Regions from separate parts of the Rattus norvegicus genome. Here region 1 is linked to region 2. A link is a contact called in public Hi-C data. All regions are on one chromosome and are shown on one strand. Each heading gives the region's core, a stretch centred on a gene start, on an enhancer-like site or on the middle of the called end of the contact. The rest is flanking DNA. Distances are from core to core; before and after follow the strand shown. Region 1 holds the start of LOC120101524 (mitochondrial import inner membrane translocase subunit Tim17-B-like). Region 2 holds the start of Golga2 (golgin A2).

Evidence for each region. A called contact is a pair of places that touch in the nucleus more often than the background predicts.
Region 1: a Hi-C map of the A7r5 cell line shows a contact between it and region 2, with 4 times the contacts expected there. The contact joins the promoter of LOC120101524 here to the promoter of Golga2 in region 2. A contact is called at or near these places in 2 of 12 Hi-C or Micro-C datasets (the A7r5 cell line and mammary epithelial cells).

What each region holds. Positions count from the first base shown.
Region 1 is chr3:36,171,299-36,176,737 of GRCr8, reverse strand. It overlaps LOC120101524 (mitochondrial import inner membrane translocase subunit Tim17-B-like), which reads right to left and starts at 3,265. Exons shown (of 1, transcript XM_063285241.1): 1 at 1,734-3,265. The coding sequence starts at 2,278. The coding sequence ends at 1,832.
Region 2 is chr3:35,979,406-35,985,139 of GRCr8, reverse strand. It overlaps Golga2 (golgin A2), which reads right to left and starts at 3,357. Exons shown (of 26, transcript NM_022596.2): 1 at 3,226-3,357. The coding sequence starts at 3,309. Swi5 (SWI5 homologous recombination repair protein) reads left to right here and starts at 3,636. Exons shown (of 5, transcript NM_001246661.1): 1 at 3,636-3,738; 2 at 4,010-4,058.

The DNA.
Region 1 (5,439 bases), core at 2,016-4,515, 190 kb before region 2:
TGAGCTAAATCCCCAACCCCTTTTGTTTTGTTTTTATGGTTTGAATCAGCATCTTACTCAGTAGCCAAACTGGCCTTGAACCTATGACTCTTCTCCTTTTTCCAGTTTCATAAACACTGAAGTTACAGAGATGGGCACCCCCTCCAGTTAGTCTGTTCTTTCTGCTGCTGCATAGTGTTCCGCTAGGACACACATTATCAGCCGGGTAATCCTTACCAAGGATGGGCATCTGTGCTGTGCCTGCTATAAACAACGCTACAGCCAACAGTCCTGAGAAGGCTTTAGCAAACATTTGCTTTCCCTCCTTTTGGGTCAATGCCTAGGCGTGGGTTTTATGGCTGTAGTTAAGTGTAGCTAATTGTCCTGTAAAGTAGTCTGCCCGCTACCCTTCCTATAGCAAGATAGACAGTGTTCCAATCAATACATACGCTTGCTTTATTTTCTGAGACAGGTTATCTCTGTGTAGCCCTGGCTACCTGTTGACCAGTCAAGCCTCAAACTCAGAGATCTGCCTGCCTCTGCCTCCAGGGTTCTGGGACTAAAGTCCCACAGCTGGCCCATGATTCACACCCTTCTCAGTACTTTCAAATTATCAGCTTTCTTTAAGTAGCTTTTTCCAAGATACTTTGTCATAGCAACAGGAAAATAACACAGGAAGGTGATCTTTGTTTATATCTTATGTAAAGAATACATATAGGAATATGTAATATACATACAACACATTATGCATATGTTGTACACATGTATAATATATATATTATATTAATACTACATACCATACACCTGTATATAATATATACATTGATAAATTATTTGTGTATATATTAATATATTAATATTATAATCACACACACACACACACACACACACACACACACACACACACACACATCACTGTGTAGCTCTGGCTGTCCTGGAACTCCCTATGTTGACCAAGCTGGCTTTGAACTCACAGAGATCCACTTGCCTCCATCTTGGTTTTATTTAGTTATTTGTTCAATGGGTTTTGTCTACATGTGTATCTGTTCACCACATGAGTGCCTGGGGCCTACAGATGCTGGAAGAGGGTGTCAGATCCCCTGGAACTGGTTTTATAGACAGTTGCTCAACTGCCATTTAGGTGCTAGGAATATGCGTGTGTTATATAATATACATTAATAATATATAATAATATATATTATTGTCCTAGGGTTTTACTGCTGTGAACAGGCACCATGACCAAGGCAACTCTTATAAGGACAGCATTTAATTGGGGCTGGCTTACAGTTCAGAGGTTCAGTCCATTATCATCAAGGTGGGAGCACGGCAGCACCCAGGCAGGCATGGAACCAAGAATTCTACATCTTGATCAGAAGGCAGCAGAAGGAGACTCTCTTCCATACTGGGTGGAGCTTGAGCCTAGGACAACCCACCTCCACAAGAATGAATTCCTTCAATAAGGCCACACCCCCTAATAGTGCCACTACTGCCACTTGCCATGGGCCAAGCATATTCAAACCACCACAATTATATATATATATATAATTTTTAAAAAAAATTTTTGCAGGCCTTAAACATTCACCAGAGTGCCACAGGAGGAGAGGGATCCAGGGTGAGAGAATTGTTACATTGTTACATGTGTGGAGCTGTGAAGCCCTGAGACACAAAAAGGGAACCTATGTAACAAGGCTGCTGGGGTGCCTCCACCCCTACCACAAAACAAGAGAGTAGAATAGAGACCCTCGGTGAAGGTCTCAGGGCTATGTAGGAGCCAGACCTTCCTTGGAGGTAGATCATCCAGGAGGGACCTGAGGAGCAGCTCCCTCGGTGGCAGGAGCAGACAGCGGCTTCCTCAGTGGTACTGCTGGTAGTTGGGATAACCTGGGGCCAGAGCTCCCTCTTTAGGGGTTAGCTGGCTGGGGTCCTCCAAGAATGGGTGTGCACTGCGGGACTGCTGGGCAGCATAGTGGGTGAGAAGTATGTCAACATCCTCAACGAGGGCCAACAGGATGCTACCCCCCATCATTGCAGAGCCCACCATGCCACTGCGGGCAGCCAGCACGGCTCCAGTCAATGCTCCACTAGCGATGGAATTCCGGGGGTCTTCTTCGCCCCGCAGCTGGACCAGGCTACAGTCGATGGTGGGAAACAGGCCTCCCCATACTGCAAAGCTACCTCCGATCTGGAGTGCTCGGATCCTCACAGCACTGGTACTACCTCTGAACCAGTGTCGAATTCCAACAGGGGCATTGCGGAAGCTCTTGACAGCCTGGAAGACTCCACCACCAAGGACACCCATGGTGAAGGCTCGGCTGCAATCATCCACAATACGCCGTGGGCAAGGTTCGCGAGTGTCCTCCTCCGTGACACCAGCGTCCGGCCTGGAGCAGTCAGTCGCGTGGGTGAACCCTTATATATTTATATTAGATAAGGGTTTGTAGTTCTGGCTGGCTTAGAAGGGCTGTGTAGATCTTAAACTCAAATTGTAATTCTCTTGTCTCCATCTCCTAAGTGCCCTGGCTGATGTTCATACCACAGGGTGTACACTATTCAGTAATAAAGAAGAACAGACTAGCTGGGCAGGGTACCCTGCTCTGTAAGGCATGTATGAGACTAGGAAGGAGGACAGTCATGGGTTCAAGGCCAGCTTGGTTACTGAATGAGATCCTGTTTCAGAGATGACTCAGTGGCTAAAAGCACTGGCTGCTCTTCAGCAGGCAGGAGCCTGACTGGCCCTTGAAGAACAGTTTTTGGCTTCAGATTATTTTATGTGCATGGGTGTTATGCCTGCACAATTCTGTATACCACATGTGTGCCAGATGGCCAAAGAGGTCAAAACGGGTCCTCAGATTCCCTGGAATTGAATCATCTACAGACGCTCGTGAGCTTCCAAGTGGGTGCTGGGAATCAAACCTGGCCCTCTCTGAGAGGAGCAAGAGCTCTTAACTGCTGAGCCCCTCTCAAGACCCATTTTGCAATTTGTAAACTAAGCTGTTCTGCTGAGCCATAGCGATCAGGGCATCTTCAGTCTCTGAAGCTTTTGTCAGAGGTAGATTTAGTATGAGTGCATTTTCCTGCTGGTGTGCGATTATCTACTCTGCTCCTTAACAATGGCTTTTATCCCCCCGCCCAATCTTATTGGTTTGTTTTTCTGTTTCTTCTCTAATAAACCAATGGCTTTAATTTTTTATGCTTATTTATTTATGTGTGTGTGAATGAGTGTGTGTGAGTGTGTGAGTGTGTGAGTGTGTGAGTGTGTGTGAGTGAATGTGTGTGTTTGAGAGAGTGTGTGTGTGAGAATGTGTGTGAGTGTGTGTATGAGAAAGAGAGTGAGTGTGTGTGTGTGTATGTTACTGTGTGTATGTGTGTATGAGTGTGTGTGTGAGAGAGTGAGTGTGTGTATGCATGTGTATATGTGTGTGTGTGTGTGTATGAGAAAGGGAGTGAGTGTGTGTGTGTGTATGTTACTGTGTGTATATGTGTGTGTGTGTGAGTGAATGTGTGTTTGAGAGATTGTGTGTGTGAGAATGTGTGTGAGTGTGTGTATGAGAAAGAGAGTGAGTGTGTGTGTGTATGTTACTGTGTGTATGTGTGTGTATGAGTGTGTGTGTGAGAGAGTGAGTGTGTGTATGCATGTGTATATGTGTGTGTGAGTGTGTGTGAGAGAATGTGTGTGTTTGAGAGAGTGTGTGTGTGAGAATGTGTGTGAGTGTGTGTATGAGAAAGAGAGTGAGTGTGTGTGTGTGTATGTGTGTTCTGCTGCTTCACTTTGGAAGGTCATTTAATCTCTTGGGGCCTCAGTTTCCCCATTGAGGGGATAAGGAGAACATTACCACCCAAAGGGTGACTGGCAAGGTCGGACAGGAACATGGCTGTCGTGGGGCTCTGATCCTTCTTGGGCTGAGCAGGCCTAGGGTCTTTGGAGTTCCCAAGCACTCTGAGCACCACAGGGGAAACTGAGGCCCAGAATCTGGTTCAGAATGGGTGGGAACCCTGACTTCTTTTCCTGAGCTCTCTGCACCTAGGACAGCCCCTGAGCTAGAAGGACTGGTGGAACCAGCAGGTCCTGTCTCTGAGGTAGGCGAAGAGGGCTCCTGGCCAGAGCTGGACACTCTGGACCTCCCTCCACCCCTCTAGAGCGCCCCTTCCTGCTGGAGCTGAGCTGGAGGCTTGGTATTGTTAACTACCGCCACCTACAGGACAGAGAAGTTCACGTCCAGCAGCTTCTGCCAGCTTCTGGCAAATTAATTACAATGCTTCCTGTAGGCCCCAGGCTAGTACCTGTGCTTTATATAGGTCACCTGAAAAAATGCATCATTCATTTCACTGCCTAAAAAAGAGAAATGCTGCCCTTTAAAATGTAACAGCACTGTTGTCAGGCATGGTGGAACACTCCTTTAATCTCAGCACTCAGGAGGTAGAGGCAGTCGGATCTCTGTGAGTTGGAGGCCAGCCTGGTCTACAGAGTGAGTTTCAGGACAGCCAGGCCACAGAAAAACTCTGTCTCTAAAAATCTAAACCAACCAACCACCACCACCACCACCAAATATATACATATACTATGCATATACATATAATATGATACACACACACGTATCTCAGTACCTTTCCTTATTAGTTGGACATTCTATTTTGAGCTAGGCATGGTGGGTACACACCTGTAACCCAGCACTTGAGAGACATAGGCAGAATGATCAGGAGTTCAAGGGCAGGTTCCCATATGTAGCAACTTTGATGCCAGGCTGGGTTACAAGAAACACTGTGTAGTGTGGGGCCTGGGGGATGGCACTTGCTACTCTTGCTGAGGATCTGGGTTCACTTCCCAGACTGCTCAGGGGTGGGGGCACTACCATTCAAACCTGGAAAACTGAATTTGATCCCAGGAAGTTACTGGTACAAGGAGGGTGGTGCACAAAGTTGTCCTGTGACTTCTACACACATGCCGCGTGACACACGTGCAGTGGCACATGCTCTGTGCCATCACGCACACATACACAGTTATAGTACACCTAAAAGACTTTTATGTTTTTTTAAAGATTTTATTTTATGTATGTGAGTACACTGTAGCTGTCTTCAGACACACCAGAAGAGGGCATCAGATCCCATTACAGATGGTTGTGAGCCACCATGTGGTTGCTGGGAATTGAACTCAGGACCTCAGAGCAGTCAGTACTCTTAAACGCTGAGCCATCTCTCCAACCCTTATTATTATTATTTTTTTAATTTCAAAGACTTTTGCTTATTTTTGTTGTTTTTTTTTCTCTTTTTTCTTTTTTTCGGAGCTGGGGACCGAACCCAGGGCCTTGCGCTTGCTAGGCAAGTGCTCTACCACTGAGCTAAATCCCCAACCCCATTTTTGTTGTTTTTTGCTTATGAGGCTGGGTCTTACTATGTAGCCCTAGCTGTCCTGGAACTCACTATGTCGACCAGACTGGGTTCGAACTCACAGAGATCTGAGAT
Region 2 (5,734 bases), core at 2,108-4,607:
AAGAACACTCAGTGCTCTTACTTGATGAGCCATCTCTCCAGTCCCTTATAAAAATACTCTTACATACGTAAGTCTCATGTCATGGAATGGTACCAAGATTCTACAAGCTATTGTAATGACCTCTTAATGGCAGAGGCAATGGCATTAATTGGGTTGGGAATGTAGCTCAGTGGAATCCTTGCCTAGCATTCAAAAGGCCCTAAGTTCCATCCAGCAACATATACCCATGCCCATACACACATACACACAGAGGCAAACACAGAATCCAAACCCAGTCTTCTGATAACCTGCTCTGGGGTTTACAGCTCCCAAGGGTAGAGATCAGAGAGTAAACACTGAGTAGGCAGGAACTAGCTGGGTGTACAGTCACTTATCTATAATCCCAACTTCTGGGAGAGGCAAGAGGCATGAGAGGGAAGCCAGCCTGGGCTCCACAGCAGCCAGGGCTCCACAGTGATCCCCAGAGACAACAAGCAAATGCAAGAACCAGTAGACAATAACTATAACCTGGTTCTTTTTTTTTTTTTTCCTTTTTTTTTCGGAGCTGGGGACCGAACCCAGGGCCTTGCGCTTGCTAGGCAAGCGCTCTACCACTGAGCTAAATCCCCAACCCTTATAACCTGGTTCTTAAATCCCACTCCTCTTTTCAGAACATTTTCTCTTGCTGGCATGGTGGCACACACCTTTAGTCTCAGTCCTCAAAGCAGAGGCAGGTGGACCTCTGTGATAAGATAAGGATAGCCCAGTCTACACAGCAAGTTCCAGGTTAACCCAGGATAAAGGAAGACCCTGTCTTTATTCTTACTTACTTTTGAGTATGTTTTATGTGCACAAGAGTTTGCCCATATTCACTTATGTGCACTTCATGTATACCTGGTGCACAGAGAGGTCAGAAGAGGATGTCAGAACCCTTGGAACTGGAATCACATAAGATTGTAAACTATCATGTGGGTGCTGAAAATAATACTCAAATACCCTGTCTTTAAAACATATACGTGTGTGTGTGTGTGTGTGTGTGTGTGTGTGTGTGTGTGTGCGTGCACATGGATGTTCGTATACTAGGAGACAGGGTGCATGGGTATGTTATGGTGTACACAAGAATGTCAGAGGACACATGTATGTGTATATGCTGTGAGAGAGAGTACATAGGCATGTCATGGTACATACAACAATGTCAGAGGACAGCCTCAGTGTTGCTTCCTCTTTCCCACTCTCAGAGAACTCTCTCGTTAGCACACACACCAGGCAAGATGGCCTCTCAGTTTCTATAATTCTGTCTTCACCATATAGTTAGCTAGAGAACATCTGAGCTTACAGATTCATGCTGCCATGTCTGGTTTTATATGGAATCTAGAAATTCAGGTCCTCCTGCTTGTGTTGAACTTCTTTACCCAATGAGCCATCTCCCTGTCAAAAGCCAAAGTACTGTCAATAAAACCTCATGTTAATGGTTTTTGTTGTTTTGTTGTTGCTGTTGTTGTTGTTGTTGTTGCTGTTGTTGTTGTTGTGCTGGGGATTGAACCTGGAGTTTTATGTATGAGAGGCCAGAATTCTACTACTAAGCCATATATACACAGCTTCCCTTCAAAACAAAACGAAACAAAACAGGATTGCTGGGCATAGTGGCCTATACCTTTTACCCAGTACTAGGCAGGCAGAGGCAGGCAGATCTGAGTTCAGGGCCAGCCAGGAATACATAGACCTTGTCTCAAAAACAAACACAAAATTAAGTTTAATTTTAAAAAGACTGTATGTGTATGAGGGTAGTTGTTTGTTTTGCCTACATATATGGCTGTACATCATGTACATATGCAGTAACCTAATTGGCCAGAAGAGGGCATAATATGCAACCTCTAGAACTGGAGTTAGAGACAGTTGTTAGCAATACTAGGTGAAGGGAGCTATGCCCAGGTCCTCTGCAAGAGCAACAAGTGCTTTTACCTGCTGAACCTTCTCTCCAGACCCAGTATTAAATATTACATACACCAAGCTGGTATCAAATTCCACATATAGTAAAAAATAACCTTGAAGTCCTGATCCTTCTGCCTCTACTTCCAGAGTCAGGGAAATATAGGCATGTATTGCTCTGCCCAGTTAATGCCATGCCAGGATCCAAGCCAGAGCCTCATACATGGTAGGCAAGCACTCTTGCCAACTGAGCTGAGTCCTGATAAACACCTAACAACTTAGTGCACTCCTAACCCCACTGGGGCCGTTTTATCAACACATATTAAAGACACACAGCAGTACTTCCTAAACGTGCTTCCTAAAGTTTACTTCCTAAACTTTACAATGTGACAGAAGGGCAGAAGCCACGAAGGCAAAGCTTTAGTGAACATGGGACCAGAAAGGGCCTAAGCGTCATCTCAGAGAGAAGTCTTTACAAATCTAAGAAAATGCCATGCCCAACCTTTACAGTTTTTTCTCTCAGAAGAAACATGGGAAAGTGATGCTTCCCATGAGATGCCTCACACGCATCCTGTGGCTCTCATCAGTTTTGAAATGACAATTTGGCTGAATTTCAAGCTGTTAAGTTCAGTTCCCCAAGAAACTGATCAACACTATACATGCATTTTGCTCCAGAGAGATTACAGTCTCTCTAGAGAGCAGAAAACTGAAAAATAACCTAAATGCAAACCAAACCCATTCTTCCATGTCAGCAAGGAACACTGAACTGTGTTGTGTGCTCACATTAATGCTAAGTTAAGGGACTGTGGGTACCTAAAGCGCCTCCGCACTAGATTCCAAACTCGGGCTCCCTTCCAGGTGGAACTAAGTTCTCCACCAGAGAAACAGGAAAGGGGGCATCAACATCAGGTGAGCAGGTGGGGCAATCCAAATCCGACTCGGAGTAGTAATGACAGTTTCGGGGGGGGGGGACTGTGACGTAACTACATTCCACTCCATACTACCAACGCCCGAGTCGCCTACAGGGCCAGGACCCAGGTCCTTGGAGGCAGGTGCCCAGAGAGGTCTGGACTGGAGCGTCCCGAGTCAAGGGCTGAGACCCTGTGTCACTGACCAAAGTCACCTAGGGGCGACTGAGAGGGCGGGGGCTGGGTTGCTGAGGGGGCGGGGCTGGCTGAGAAGACTTCGCTGGGGGGAACCCAGGGAGCTGAAGGGTTCTCTACCTGTGTGTCTCGGGAAAGGCTCGGACTCTATTCATAGTCCTGCTGTTGGAGGAGCTCGGGTGGGGTCAAGGGGCCGCGACCCGGAGCGCTTTACCTTTTTCTTGGCCGCAGCCAATTTGCTCTGCCTGGTTTCTTCCGACATCCCGGGGCGGGGAGGGGGGAAGCGGGGGGGCCACATCACCACGATCCCGGCAGCCACCGCGAAACTGCTTCCGGCAGCTACGACTCCTCAACAAGAGCCAGAGAAGGCGGGTGCAGAGCTTCACTAGGACGCTCGGAAACCCGGCGTGACCTACCTTCTCCAAGCCCATTGGTTGATGAGAATGATGACTGACAGGGAGGCGTGGTCACGCTGTCGCGAGGCGGGAGCGACGGGTGGAGTTAACGACGAAAGCTGCGCGCGCAGCCATGACCCCTCACAGCCACCTATCGGAGGGAGGGGCGGGACAGCTTTAGCTTGGTGCGTGCGCAGCCGGACGTGAGGCAGTTGGTGGTCTCCATCGTCGATTTCTGGTTACCTGAAAAGCAGCCGTTTAACCCCAATCCTGGACCCTTCAGAGTTTAAGCCCACCCCGCTCCGGGTGCCCCGGACCTTAGGGTTCAGGAGGTGGGTGACGAGCGCGCCGCGCTTCATTTCACAGCCCTTTCCCTACTCTTCACTCCTTCCCCCAGACTCCTCACCAGGCCTCTCCATAACCAGTTCTCCACACATTCTCCTCCCTACCTTGCGCACCCTGACCTCAAAGCCCCATCCCCCATCCCGATATCTCGGGTAATGCCCCGGAGTCTGGGTCCGGGCCCAACCCTTTCCCGCTGCGGCTCCCGCACCCCTTTGGTAACCCCATTCTCATCAGCCCTTTCCTCGGGTTCCTCCCCAGGGGTGAGTCAGAATTCAGCCGAATTTACCATGGGGGCTACCGATCGCCGGTGAGTATATCAGCCCCACCCCCTCCCTCTGCATCCCCACCCATCGCCTCCCTCTTCCTGAGCCTTCCGCTGCCAAGCCTACTTCTTTCCTAATTCCACTCCTTTTCCTCTCTCAGATGTGAGGTCCTACCCTCCCATTCCTAGCTGCCCGATGCCTACGCTTCTCCGACCGCTCCTGCCTCCCTCTTCCTGAGCCTTCCGCCGCCAAGCCTAGTTCTTTCCTAATTCCACTCCTTTTCCTCTCTCAGATGTGAGGTCCTACCCTCCCATTCCTAGCTGCCCGATGCCTACGCTTCTCCGACCGCTCCTGCCCGCAGTTTTGTCCCCTGACCCAGCCTGCCACCAGACCTGCATGGCTTCTCAGTAAAGGGATCTGCCTTTAGGCTGTCCACTCCCTAAGCTACTCTTTTTTTGGGGGGGCACCCCCAAAACTCAGTTCATTTCTCATCCCTCAAAGATGGATTTTTAAAGTACTCTTTTTGATGAAATCATGATTCACTCCTTTTTAGTAACTCCTTTTGTTCTTTATAACCCTATCCCCTTTGAGACAGTTGTTAAAACCAAAGATGGGAGGAGAAAGACCACCAACCCAAATCTTCATTGAATCTTTAATTGAAGTCAATTAGAGCAAACAATTGATTAAAGCAAGCTATTTTATTCGTGTACATAGCCCCTAGGGTAGGACTTGTGAGATCAGCCTCAGATGTGAGGAAAACAAGGCTTTTAGAAAAAAAGCTCAGGGGTAGGGGGTATCCAAATGGGGATTTGGTGGGGCTACAGGGGCAGAACTGTAAGCATACAGGTTAGTCCAAACGAACTCCTCAAAGAGGTGGTTGTAAGTTGGGCAGAATAAGGTAGTCCTAACAGCAGGTAGTCAGTGGATCAGAGGTGGTCCTTTTGGAACAAATGTAGGGTTGGAAGATGGTTATAAACAACTTTCTGGAACAAAGACTTGATTGCCATTCCTGGAGCAGGCAGTGCAGAACCATTTGTAGTTAAGGTTACAGGTGGGCATAGCCCAATCCTTGAGAACCAGAGGTTTAACCAGAAACAGGATTGAGTCTAGACTGTATTTACTAAAATGGCCTTGAACCCCCAGATGGAGACGTGCTGCTCCCATATTCAGTCTGTATTCAAGGATGCCCTTGTAGTCTCATTATGTAGCCCACACTAGTTGAATACTCTTCATCTTCCTACCTTAGCAACTCAAATGCTAGAGAGCAGGATAAATTATGGAGACTTAAAGAGAGAAAAAAAAAAAAAAGCACAGTGAGCAAGTTAGTAGTGGTGCAAAGTTTTTAATCCCAGCACACAGGGGGCAGAGGCAGGGGGAATCTCTTCCTGCCTGGTGTACAAAGAACAGAAACCCTGTCTTGAAAAAAACAAAACAAAGATAGCACCTTGATTTTAGAATCAGGCATCCCAGCACAATATTTGCTGTGGATGTTACCAACATAAAAACAGTATTCTTTTTTAAATTACTATTACTTTGTTTTCTTTTTTTTTTTTTTTTTTTTTTTTTTTTTTGGAGCTGGGGACCAAACCCAGGGCCTTGCGCTTGCTGGGCAAGCGCTCTACCACTGAGCTAAATCCCCAACCCCTACTTTGTTTTATTGAGTCAAGACTATCCTTGAATTCAGTTGTGCTTGCCTTAGCTTCCCAGTATTGAGATCAAA